Regions from separate parts of the Mus musculus genome. Here region 2 is linked to region 1. A link is a contact called in public promoter capture Hi-C data. All regions are on one chromosome and are shown on one strand. The core of a region is the stretch at or near the end of the contact, and the rest is flanking DNA. Distances in the headings are between cores, read along the strand shown. Region 1 holds the start of Sirt4 (sirtuin 4). Region 2 overlaps Hnf1aos1 (a long non-coding RNA gene).

Region 1 (5,887 bases), core at 134-2,633:
TGGAAGTGGACGTGGGCACTTAGGAGGAAAACCAATCAAATCTGCGAACCGTGTTGGCACACATCGTTCAGTTCATCAAAGTTCTAGGGAGGCGGAGGCCGGTGAATCTCCATGAATTCAAGGCCAAGCGTGGTCTACATAAGGAGTTCCAGGCCAGCCAAGGCTACATAGTGAGAACCCATCTTAAAACAAACACAAAACAAAGGGGGCAATTATTTATTATTAAAAGTGTCAAAAAAAATTCTGGGCGTGGTGGCGCACTCCTTTAATCCCAGCACTCAGGAGGCAGAGGCAGGCGGATTTCTGAGTTCGAGGCCAGTCTGGACTACAGAGTGAGTTCCAGGACAGCCAGGGCTAAACAGAGAAACCCTGTCTCGGAAAACCAAAAAAAAAAAAAAAAAAAAAAAGTGTCAGACTATACATTAACACCCTGTCTCAGAAAAACAAAAACAAAAAACAAAGAAAGGGTCTTTTGGGGAGGGGTTGGGAGAGCTGAAGAGGTGGCTCACTGGTTAAGAGCATTGCTTCTCACCAGGTGGTGGTGGAGCACGCCTTTAATCCCAGCACTTGGGAGGCAGAGGCAGGTGGATCTCTGAGACCAGCCTGGTCTACAGAGTGAGTTCCAGGAAAGCCAGGGCTATACAGAGAAACCCTGTCTCGAAAACACCAAAACAAACAAACAAGAGCATTGCTACTCTTGCAGGGGGACTCAGATTCCATCCCGAGCACCCACAGGGCAGTTCACAACAGGTTGTCACTCAAGTTCCAGGGGATCTGACGCCCTTTTATGGCCGTCAGGAGCTCCTCCTGTATGCATGAAGGTAAAACACACACATTATTAAAAAAAAAAAAAAACCAGTCTATTTTAAAAAGCGTCTTGGATGGAGAAATGCCCGCTAGTGTGAATTCAGGGCTACCCAGGGCTGGGCTAACGCGCTGACACCGAGCTATAGCCCCAGTGCTCTTACAGTATTATTTTGAGTCCGAGGTCTCACTAAGTCACCCAGACTGGCCTTGAACTCGTGATTCTTCCGCCTAAGCCTATTGAGTGGCAGATTATTGTCCTGTGCTACTAGTGAAAGAGTTTCTTTAAGAGAGCGAATTCCTAAATTAGGACTGCTTGGATCCTCTTTCGCACGCAGGACATGGGAAATATTAACCACTTCTTTGGTGGCACAAGCCTCTAATCCGAGCACTTGGGAGGTGGAGCCAGGAGGATCACGGATTTGGAGTCAGACAAGGATATGTCAGACCCTCTCTCAGCAAACAACACAAGCCACAAACAAACAAACACTACAAGAACCTCAAAAGGCAATCATTGCCCCAGGCGTCAGCAGCATATCCGGAACCTTAACTGAGCTGAGCAGGAAAGACAGCGGGCAATCCGTAGAGGAGCGCCCAAGAATCTTGGCGTGGGAGACACGTAGGATTCTGGGACTTGTAGTTTTCTTCCAACTAGATCGGCTTCGCGGACTACATTTCCCAAGATGCACACGTAACAAGCGAGTCCCACTGTTGGGTGAGAATTGTGGAAGGTAAGTGTTCTGATCCGGCTGAAGGTTTCCCGCTGAGCATTCTTACTAGGGATTCCATCTGTCTCTTTTGTTCTCGAGGGGACAAGGAGGATTTATCCCGGCAAAACCCGACTGTTTAGCCGTTCACACGTAGCTGGGAAATCTCATGGAGAAAGCAGGGTCCTGAGCTCTTCTTGGATAGGAAGCCAAGCCTAAATATGTGTGCCTATCACTCGATAGCTCCGCATTATGTCAAAGACTGTGTCAAAGGCTTGTCTTTACAACTAGAAAACCAGACAGGCAAGTTTGTATGCCTTGATTTTTATGTGTCCAAGTAGCAGAATTTACAATGCAGGGTAAGCAGACAGAGTGATTACTTAGCGTCCATCCCAGAGGCCCTGGATTTGGTACCGAGAACCGTGTAGAAAAAGACAAAACAAAACTGACATACTAAAATTAAAAAATCTTTTGGAGAAATGATATAATTCGGTTTAGTTGTATTCCTTGGCCTGGGCTACAGGGAATTCTGTCTCAAGTAATGATAATAATAATAATAATAATATCTGATTTAAACCAAGTAGAGTTATAGAACAAATAGTCCCATGAGAGATAATATTAACAAAAATATAAATATTACTAAAACATGTTTATATTAGTAGCAGGTGAAAAATAATGGGCTATTAAAAGTCTGTTTTTTAGGGCTGGAGAGATGGCTCAGTGGTTAAGAGCACCCCCTGCTCTTCCAAAGGTCCTGAGGTCAACTCTCAACGACCACAAGGTGTCTCACAACCATCTCTGATGAGTTCTTCCCTCTTCTGGGAAGTAGGTGTACGCGCAGGTTGACCATTCATATACATAAAATAAGTAAAAAAAAATTTTTTTAAAGTTTGTTTTAAAAAATATTTAATTTTTTAAAATTAAATTTTATTTTATGTGTTTGGGTATTTTACCTGCGCGTGTATTTGCGCATCCCTTTTATTCCTCGGCGCTTGCAGAGCGCAGACGAGGGCCTGAAACTGGAGTTAAAGATAGTTGTAAGTCACCATTGTAGGTGCTGAGAATTGAAGGGCTTCCGGACGAACCGTCCTCCCTTCTGTTTCCCCAGTGCTACAATCCCAGGCCGGGGCCACCGTGGCAAAATTTTCATAGTCGAATAGAGTTCCGGTGTCTATCAATTGGTGGGTTAACTTGACTTGTAAAACCCAGCTGCTCTCATGGATTTCTTTCTCTCCAGAATAAGAATGAGCGGATTGACTTTCAGGCCGACAAAGGGCCGTTGGATCACCCACCTCAGCCGGCCGCGTTCTTGTGGACCCTCGGGGTTATTTGTGCCGCCCAGCCCTCCTTTGGACCCTGAAAAGATCAAAGAGTTACAGCGCTTCATTAGCCTTTCCAAGAAACTCCTCGTGATGACAGGCGCGGGGATCTCCACCGAGTCCGGCATCCCAGACTACAGGTCAGAAAAGGTGGGACTTTACGCCCGCACTGACCGGAGACCCATCCAGCACATTGATTTCGTCCGCAGTGCTCCGGTCCGCCAGCGGTACTGGGCCCGAAACTTTGTGGGCTGGCCTCAATTCTCCTCTCACCAACCCAACCCAGCACACTGGGCTCTGAGCAACTGGGAGAGACTGGGGAAGCTGCACTGGTTGGTGACTCAGAACGTGGACGCTTTGCACTCCAAAGCAGGGAGTCAGCGGCTGACGGAGCTCCACGGATGCATGCACAGGTGCAGAAGTCTGCGGGGTTTGGCCCTAAGAAGACGTGTGGTCCCCCAGGTGAACGGCCCCTGGCTGTCTGGACCAGGGTTATCTTAAGATGGAGAGCAAGCAAAGGCTCCCGGAGCAAGTTGTTCTCTTTGGAGTTAGGCCCAGTGAACTGAGGAGAGGAAGTAGGGACGGGAGCAGGGGAGGGAGCAAGCCAGGAGAGGATGCTTTCTGCCTGGCTCGGGTGCAGTGGTCACCTGGGCAAAGCTCTGAGCTCAGTCTCCCAGCACCAGGAAAAATAACGTGAGTGGGGTTGCGTCCTGCGGTGGCTCTAGCCCAGGACTTCAGACTTATTTCAGAAAGAGCCACTGTGAGGTTGATGGGTAGTGTTGTTAACCCTGAGTTTGGGTTGAAAAAAAGAAAGAATTATTTCACCAAAAGAAAGCTTTTGCCTCCTCCTCCTCCTCTTCCTCCTCCTCCTCCTCTCCTTCCTCCTCCTCCTCCCCCTCCTCCTCTTCCTCCTCCTCCTCTTCTTCTTTTCTTCTTCTCACCAAAAGAAAGTTGTTATTGTCTTCTTCTCTTCCTCCTCCTCTTCTTGTTTGTTTGTTTGTTTGTTTTTGTGACAGAGTGTCTCTGTGTAGCCCGGATATCCTGGAACTCACTCTGTAGAACAGGCTAGTTTTGAACTCAGAGAGTTACTCCTTCCTCTGCTTCCTGAGCACTGGTATTAAGGTGTGTGCCACCACCACACCTGCCCCCCCCCTTTTTTTTGAGACAGGGTGTCTTATATCCCTGGCTGCCTTGGAACTTGCTATGTGGCTAAGGATGATCGTGACTTTGTATTTGTGTATATTCTGGTATGTGAGCACATGTGGGGACCAGAGGTGGAAATGTCTTCCTTAGTTGTCTCCACCAGTTGATGGGCTGGCAAGTCCCAGGTATCCTCCTGTCTCTGCTCCCTGGAGTTGCGGCGATAGGCCTTTCCTTTTGCATGGGTGTTGGGGTCTGAACTCAGGTTCTCATGTGTGCATAGCAAGCACTATTCCAAGTGAGACATCTTCTTTATATTTCTTTTTTCTTTTTTCTTTCTTTTTTTTTTTTTTTTTTTTTTTTTTTTGAGTCAGGGTTTCTCTGTGTAGCCCTGGCTGTCTTGGAACTCACTCTGTAGACCAGGATGGCCTGGAACTCAGAAATCCCCCTGCCTCTGCCTCCCAAGGGCTGGGATCAAAAGCTGCACCACCACTGCCCGGCTTCTTTAAATTTCTTAATTTCTGACCCTCCTGCCTCCACTTCCTGCTTGCTGGGGTTACAAGTGTGGGGCACCCACCTGCCTTAGGGGGTGCTGGGGATCCAACCCAGGGCTTTGTGCCTACTAGGTAAAAAACGCTACCAACCTAATGGCATCCCCACCCTTCAAAAGGTGTCTTTAAATGAAGTGGTAGTGACAGTTATTATAATGGACAGAGCAAGTGTGGAGGGGCACGGGATTGTGTACTAAGGAAATGAGGGTAGAGTATATGTTGATGCATTAAGGACAAAACCACTCGAATGGAATCTAGAGCAGTGGCTCTCAACCTTAACACAGCAACCCTCTAATACATCACATTGTGGTGACACTTGGCCGTAAAATTATTTTTGTGGCTACTTCATAACTATAATTTTGCTAATGATATGAATCCTAATGTAACTATCCATGTTTTCTTTTATTATTTTTATTATTTATCTTATGTATGAGTACACCAGAGCTGTCTTTAAGACATACCAGAAGAGGGCATCGGATCCCATTACAGATGGTTGGGAGCCACCATGTGGTTGCTGGGAATTGAACTCAGGACCTCTGGAAGAGCAGTTAGTGCTCTTACCCGCTGAGCCATCTCGCTAGCCCACTAGCTGCGTTTTTTCTGATGGTCCTAGGCGACTCAAGGTGTCTGGACTCACAGGTTGAGAACCTTGCAAAGGGGAGAAAGGAGAACACTTGGATGTCCTAAAATGGGACGGGGGGGGGGGGGTTGGAAAAGAAAGTCACTGTTTTGGGGGAGGGGGACTAAAAATGGTCGGACTGCTCTGGCAGCTCCGCGGCTCCCAGGAATTATATTCAGCAGATTTCATATTTGTCTTTAGAGTCCTGTGCCTGAACTGTGGGGAGCAGACTGCCCGCAGGGTGCTGCAGGAACGCTTCCAAGCCCTGAACCCCAGCTGGAGCGCCGAGGCGCAGGGCGTGGCTCCCGACGGCGACGTGTTCCTCACTGAGGAGCAGGTCCGGAGCTTTCAGGTCCCGTGCTGTGATCGATGCGGCGGCCCTCTGAAACCGGACGTCGTTTTCTTTGGGGACACGGTGAACCCAGACAAGGTTGACTTTGTGCACCGGCGTGTGAAAGAGGCGGACTCCCTACTGGTGGTGGGATCATCCCTGCAGGTACCTGACTCTGTCAGGGTGGCAGTTGCCTTTGCCCATCCTACAGGGTGAGAACTAGAAGTTCCTTCTTATTTGGGTTTCACTTCGCGAGTGTGTGCGAGTGTACGCATGCGTACATGTTGAACTATAACCGGCAAGGTCCTTTTATTTATTTATTTTTATTTATATGAGCACACTGTAGCTGTTTGCAGACATACCGGAAGAAGGCATCAGATTCCATTAGAGATGGGTTGCTGGGAATTGAACTCAGG
Region 2 (6,620 bases), core at 1,636-4,135, 510 kb after region 1:
CAAGTTCAGGGAGGTGGCGCTGAAGCAACTCCACTCGGAGGAAAAAAAAAAAAAAAACTTGTCAATCATCCTCTGATTGGTTCCGAGTTAGGTCTGTGAGGGCGGTACAGGTACGGGCTCTTTGGAGTGGCGTCTAGGAGAGGAGGTAGCCTGTGACCCTGAGTGGAGCTGACTCTCTGGGTGAAGCTGGCCCCGGGGGTCGGGGGTCGCATCCTCTGGCTCACTTGATGCGCTGGTTTGAATCCATGGTCCCCAGTTGGTGGCTACTTGGGAGGATTAGGTGGTGTGGCCTTCCTGGAGGAAGTGTGGCCCTGGGGGCTGCCTTTGAGGTTTCTAATGGCTATTACCAGTTAGCATTCTTCATCCTGTTTTAGGTTCAAAATGTGAACTCTGGGCTGCTGCTGGCCCTGCCTGCTGCCTGCCACCTCCACTGCACCGTCATCGACTCTGGAACCTCAAGCCCCAAATCGACTGTTTTTTGGTTTTTGTTTTTGAGACAGGGTTTCTCTGTATAGCCCTGGCTGTCCTGGAACTCATTTTGTAGACCAGGCTGGCCTCGAACTCAGAAATCTGCCTGCCTCTGCCTCCCAAGTGCTGGGATTAAAGGTGTGTGCCACTACTGCCTGGCACCTGAGGAAACTCTTACTGAGTTCAAGATCTTCTGACGGAGATGCCAGAGAGTGAGGTGGTAAGTCAAAGCTATGGGGAGGCTGAGGCAGGGGGATTTCGAGGGCCTCACAGTGAAACCTTACAAGGAAGAGGAGGAAGAAAAAGAGGAGGAGGAGGAGGAAATAAGAAAAAAGAAAAGAAAAAGCCAATTAATTTATTATAGGGGACAGCATTGTGAATTCTTTTGGTTTAGAAACAGGGTCTCATGCATCCCAGGCGTCAGGATGACCCTCAGTAAATGCTGATGTTCCTCCCCCCACCTCCTGAATGCCGGGTTTATAGGCCCTGCCCAGTGTATAGCCCTATGGAGGTTGGACCCTGGGCTCTGCACATTCCAGGCAGGCCATGGACTACATACATCCTCAGCCTGACAATGGAGAATTCTGATTCAGATTAAAAACCTCTCACTATTCAGACCTTGAACTGTTTTTCAGTTGTTTCAAGAGCTTCCCCGCTTCCTTTGTTTTACTCCCCCCCCCCTTTTGAGCCAAAGTCTTGTTTATATAGCCCTTGTTTATATAGGCTGCCTTGCTCCAACTTGAGCTTCCAACTTGCAATCCTCCTGCCTCAGCTTTCTGAGTAGCTGAAATTATAGGAATCCACCATTGTACCTGGCTTAATATATAAAAAATAATATTTACATTATATATGCATATAATATAAAATATATAATTTATAGTAATATAGTAGAATATAATATATGCAAATGAGTGAGCTCAGACCCTTGGCAGGCAGGTGGAAGCCCCACAGGTCTCCTGGGATCTAGAGCCTGTCTACCCACAAAGATAGTAGGGTAAAAGGGTAGTGGAAACATTGTGTGGGACCCCCCCAGTGCCATTTCTGAAAGAAATTAGGCCGGATTTGGAATACCACCCTGACCTTGGGTTTTCTCTTACACACAGCTAGGCGCAATACCTGATGATACTAAATTACTGTAGCTTTCTGAGCTGACTTGGGCTGCACTCGCAGGCCCCTTGTCTGCTCCTGGAGGAGCAGACAAGCTCTCTCAGAACTTTTTTTTTTTGAGGGGTGGGGGAGAGGGAGGTAAGGACATTAAGCCCCTCCCCTCGCTGGCTCTACCCCTTTCAGGTCTACAAGAGGAATTAGGATTTAATAAACAGCTGTGGAGAGGCGGGCACAAACATCCGGCCTGGGAAGGGGAGGGCGACTCAGCCCGGGATGGGTCAAGTCCCTGAAGCACGGAGAAGCTTTGTCAGAGTAAGGGACCATACATAGGCTCAACCCTGGTGGCGAGTGGGGGAGGAGGCTTATCCGCCGGTACCTGTGTCCCAGCTCCTGTAGGCACTGGATGGAGCTGGGAGGTTTCCTACAGTGGGCAGTCTGATGCCAGGCTTCCACGCGGTACCGCTCTGGAAGTTTCTGCCTTCTTCTAGGTAAGATTCAGGATTGCAAGTGGTAATTCTGCAATAATTTCCATGTATTAGACACACCGTCCTTCCCGGACAGATAAGGAAACAGGCTCAGGGGAGCCACGGGATCTGCAAAGCCTGATATTGTCTGCCCAGTTCGGGGCTCTTCCAGCCAATGGTGCCTTCAACAGGTCCCTGAGCCCTAGTTCAGTGTGTGTTTATGCGCATGCGTGCGTCCGTGTGTTCCAGGCTCAGGAAAAGGCCAGAGGTTGGTGGAGGGTGTCTTCTATCATGCTCTCCACTAGTTTCTGAGACAGGGTCCCTTACTGACCCTGGAGCTCACTCTTTCTAATAGATTGCTGGCCAGTGAGCCCGGAGATCCTTCCGGTCTCCGCCTGCTCTGTGGTTACAGATACGCAAAGCCACACCCAGGTGTCCTCATGAGTGCCAGGGATCCCAGCTCGGGCCCTCACGCTTGCATAGCAATCCCTTTATCCAGCGAGTGTTGCCAGCCCTCGTTTCACTGTTTGGCCAACTTTGATTGGCATCTCAGTATCATAGATGTCCCCGAGCTCTTGGCTTGTGAGAACCAGATTGTCTCCTAACAGCACCTGCGGAGCAGGGAAAGCAGGTGAGATCCTGGCAAGGCTGCCTGAAGTGTTTTGCTCAGACAAGAGATTCTCTGCCATTTGGACGGAGCGGGGAGTCTCAACCAGGAATAAAGTGGGTGGATCTGAACAAAATTTCCCCTGACTGGAGAATTCTTAGGCAGGAATGGCAGGAAGCTGTGGCGCGTGGAGGTCGAGCGCCCTCTACTGCTAAAGAAGAAGATTGCATCCACGCGGAAGGACACCGAACCTGCTCAGCCCACGCTGTTTTTCCTGCTCCGAGTTTGTCTGCGTCCAGGTCAGAGCTGCATACAGTTGTCCCGCTCTCCCTGCGTTCACGTCTCATTGGATTGAATACACACCTTCGAGAAAAATCTGAGAAAGAAGGTGGTGGAAGGAGATAGCTGGATTTCGCAAGTTGTCCTTTGCCCTCCACACGTTCACCCCACAATATACAATTAATAGGAAATGTTTTTCAGGGCTGGTGAGATGGCTCGGTGGGTAAGCACTGACTGCCTTTCCAAAGGTCCTCATCCCAGCAACCACATGGTGGCTCACAACCATCCGTAATGAGCTTTGACGCCCTCTTCTGGTGCCTTTGAAGACAGCTATAGTGTTCTTACATATAATAAATAAATCTTTGGGGCAGAGCAAGCAGAGGTCCTGAGTTCAATTTCCAGCAACCACATGGTGGCTCACAACCATCTGTACAGCTACAGTGTATTCATATACATAAAATAAATCTTAAAAAAAGAAAGAGAGAAAGAAAGGAATGTTTTTCAAGGGCCAGGCACACCTCAGTTCTCTTTCCTGTTGGATGTGTTCGTTCCTGGATCTGCACCCGGTTGTGAGAGCGGGTGAGAACCCTGCTGCAGAGATGCGCTCAGAACTCGGGCTCAGAAAATTGTGCGTGGATGAGCGCCAGGAACGAGCTTTGGGCACAGATCCAAAGGAGCAGTGAGTTAAAGGCAAGGCAACTCTGGGATGGCTGACCCAGCATCCCTCTTGCTTGGTCACAAAAAATAATTTAAGAAATATGTCGCCAGGCAGTGGTGGCGCAGGCCTCTAATCCCAGCGTTTGGGATTAAACCTGCACAGCTGTTTTTTTTAACATTTACTATGTCTGTGGAGACCCTGGAAAGGTGAAGTTCCCGAACCATGGATCCTAGAAGGATCTTAGAGAGATCTAGCCGGTAACACAGACACACCTGTCTGGATGCCTTGCAAAAAACAACAAAACAAAATAACAACAAGAAAACAAACAAACAAACCAAAAAACCACAGTCGTGCCCTGCCCCCCTTCAGTCTGGTCAAGGAAGCAACTTTTATTCCTTATTTACACGCTATAACTTCCTCCTGAGACCAGCTTTATGGCCCTTTTGATACAGAGTGAACTGGCAAACTGCATGCAAATATGGTCACAGAGCTGGAAATGAAGGTGGTAGATTCTAATCTAATGCCAGGATCAGAGCTGCTGTGTCCAGTCTATGGGCACAATGGTACTTAGCTAGGACATCCTTACAGGTGTTAAGGAAAACAAGACAAGACAAACAAAGCAGGCCGTGTCTCTGCTCCCAGCACTCAGATGCAGAGGCAGGACGTCCTGGTCTACAGAGTGAGTTCCAGGCCAGCCAGATAGCTAGACCCTAACCCTAACCTGTCCTAACACAACAAAATAAAATGCATAAAATAGGGCTGCAGAAGTGGTCACCCAATAGTTTTTATCTAGTTTGTACAAAGCCCTTAGAGACTATATAAATATTCCCGGCACACAGTGAGGGGGGGGGCGGGGTGAGGAGCACAATGTTATCCTTGATACACAGTGTTATCCTTGATACATATCCTGGGCTACATCAGGCTACCTTGTCTCAAAGAGTAGGGGGAGGGAGAATAACTGAAGCTTTTTTTTTCTTTCTTTCAATTGTATTTTCGTACAGTAATTGTTAGGTGTTAAGCCTCTTGGGTTTTTTTGTTTGTTTGTTTGTTTGTTTGGTTTTTGTTTTTTTTTTTTGCTTATAAGGGTTTAAAAACCCCAAGATGTATATACATGTGGCAGTGCACACCTTTAATCCCAGCACTCGGGAGTCAGAAGCAGGAAGATTTCTGAATTGGAGGCCAGCCTGATCTACAGAGTGAGTTCCAGGACAGCCAGGGCTATACAGAGAAACTCTCTCTCAAAACAAAACAAAACAAAACAAAAACCAAAATTAGCACACTGAGCGCCAATATGAATAGTGATTATATATCAAGTGAAAAAAATGAGAACGTTGGTGCTACAGATACAGCATAGTGGTTAAGCCCTCTTCTTTTAAATTAATTAATTTATTTATATGAGTACACTGCAGCTGTACAGATGGTTGTGAGCCACCATGTGGTTGCTGGGGCTTGAACTCAGGACCTTCAGAAGAAGAGTCAGTGCTCTTAACCACTGAGCTATCTCTCCAGCCTGGTTAAGCCTTCCTACCAAAGACCTGAGTTCAATTACCAGCACATAAGTCAGGTGGTTCACACTTGGCTATAACACCAGCTTCAAGGGACCAGACCCTTGAAAACAGCAACAGGGGGCTTACCTTAGGCCCAAGGCCAGTCTCATTATGGTGAGTTCCAGACCAGATAGGAGTATATAGTGAGACCCTGTGTGGTGGTTTGAACAAGACACATCCCTCTTAGGCTTTGGAACACTTGGCCCCCTATTGGTGACATCATTTGGGGGAGGTTTGGGTGGTACAGTCTTGCTGCAGGTCAGACTTTGAGATTAAAAAAAGCCACCACCACTCACTGCCCGAGGTTGAGCCCTTAGGCTCCTGCTCCAGCCACTAGGCAGCTGCCAAAGCATGAAGCCACAAAAGAAAAGCATACAGTCTCCTCCCTGGTAATAGCATGGATCAAGAAACAATGCCAGACCCTGGGAAGAGGGCACCAGGCTCTCAAAGGCAGCTGCCCACCCTAGACCCCAGCTCTGAAGGACTCTGATCCTCACTGAACACCCCAACCCCCGCCCCGTGCCTCTCTTTTTCTCCTCTGCAGAATGGAGCTATAACAGAACTCAGAAGTGTTATGAAAACCCAGTGCATGACAGAAGCTCTAGAGGCTGGAAAATCCAGGAGGGCCAGGAAAGCCCAGCAGCTAGCCACGACGCCTTCTCACTGAGCCGTGGAGGAAGGCAGCAGGGCAGGAGAGGGCCATGCTCCATTTCCCAGCAACTTCACTCCGGATAGTCCGCCCCGGAAATGAAGACATGAAGCTCTCAATGAGGCTGCAGACCAGAGGCACTGCTGCACTGGTGTGTGTGGTTTTCCAAACTATGAAGAAAATATTCAAATCACAGAGTAGATTGGACTTCACTACCACACACAACACACACACAAATACACACTCACACCTTACATGCACACAGCACACACACACCGTATACACATAAGCATACCCCGTATACACCACATACACATAAGCACACTCCACAATGCACACACACAATTTATATATAGTATGTACACACACACACACACACACACACACATAGACGCGCTATACATACCCCACATCTGCACAGAACACACCATAAAAAAAAACCCACACAAAACATGGTTAGTTGTAATGAGATTGATTTAATAAATATTTATTGAGCATCTTACATTTAGGTGTTCTATAGCATATTCCCAGGCTCTGACTACATCAGTGAATGAATCAGAGAAGAGCCTACCCTCCTGTGGCTCACATTCCAGAAAACGAGCAGCCAGTTAGCATTGCCTGGTTAGTTATTCTACTTGTCCCTGTGATTGACACCTGTCAGAGCAGACCCTAGGGAGAGAAGGGTTTATTTTGGTTCATCGTTGGGGGTGGGGGTTACCCATCACAGTGAAGAAGGCAGGGACATGAGGCAGCGGTCACATCGTAGAAAACAGAACCAAAATTAAACAGTGAGAAAGGAATGAGAAAAGATTTTTTTTTGTCTTTATTGACTTTACTGTCT

Evidence for each region. Promoter capture Hi-C pulls out the DNA fragments that hold promoters and counts their contacts.
Region 2: a contact with region 1 is called in a promoter capture Hi-C map of embryonic stem cells, with 2.4 times the contacts expected there. The contact joins the enhancer-like site here to the promoter of Sirt4 in region 1. A contact is called at or near these places in 11 of 39 promoter capture datasets (the C10 cell line, HPC-7-derived erythroid cells, cranial neural crest and 6 more), 2 of 484 Hi-C or Micro-C datasets (the G1E-ER4 cell line and large pre-B cells), 8 of 115 datasets of contacts at active chromatin or transcription factors (astrocytes, bone marrow-derived macrophages, embryonic stem cells and 4 more) and 1 of 9 other capture datasets (embryonic stem cells).

What each region holds. Positions count from the first base shown.
Region 1 is chr5:115,479,980-115,485,866 of GRCm38.p6, reverse strand. It overlaps Sirt4 (sirtuin 4), which reads left to right and starts at 1,383. Exons shown (of 5, transcript NM_133760.1): 1 at 1,383-1,535; 2 at 2,749-3,243; 3 at 5,342-5,636. The coding sequence starts at 2,756. Gm42007 (a long non-coding RNA gene) reads right to left here and starts at 1,417. Exons shown (of 2, transcript XR_878704.2): 1 at 1,304-1,417.
Region 2 is chr5:114,975,631-114,982,250 of GRCm38.p6, reverse strand. It overlaps Hnf1aos1 (a long non-coding RNA gene), which reads right to left. Exons shown (of 6, transcript XR_878697.3): 2 at 2,898-3,022; 3 at 1,952-2,091; 4 at 1-33. Among named protein-coding and RNA genes, the nearest start is that of Hnf1a, 7.9 kb to the right of the region's middle. Within about 2 kb of position 2,885, at least 155 of the 459 cell types and tissues checked have an H3K27ac peak or open chromatin away from gene starts, as enhancers often do. A contact at or near this core is called in the G1E-ER4 cell line, bone marrow-derived macrophages, embryonic stem cells and 4 more, where this site is marked.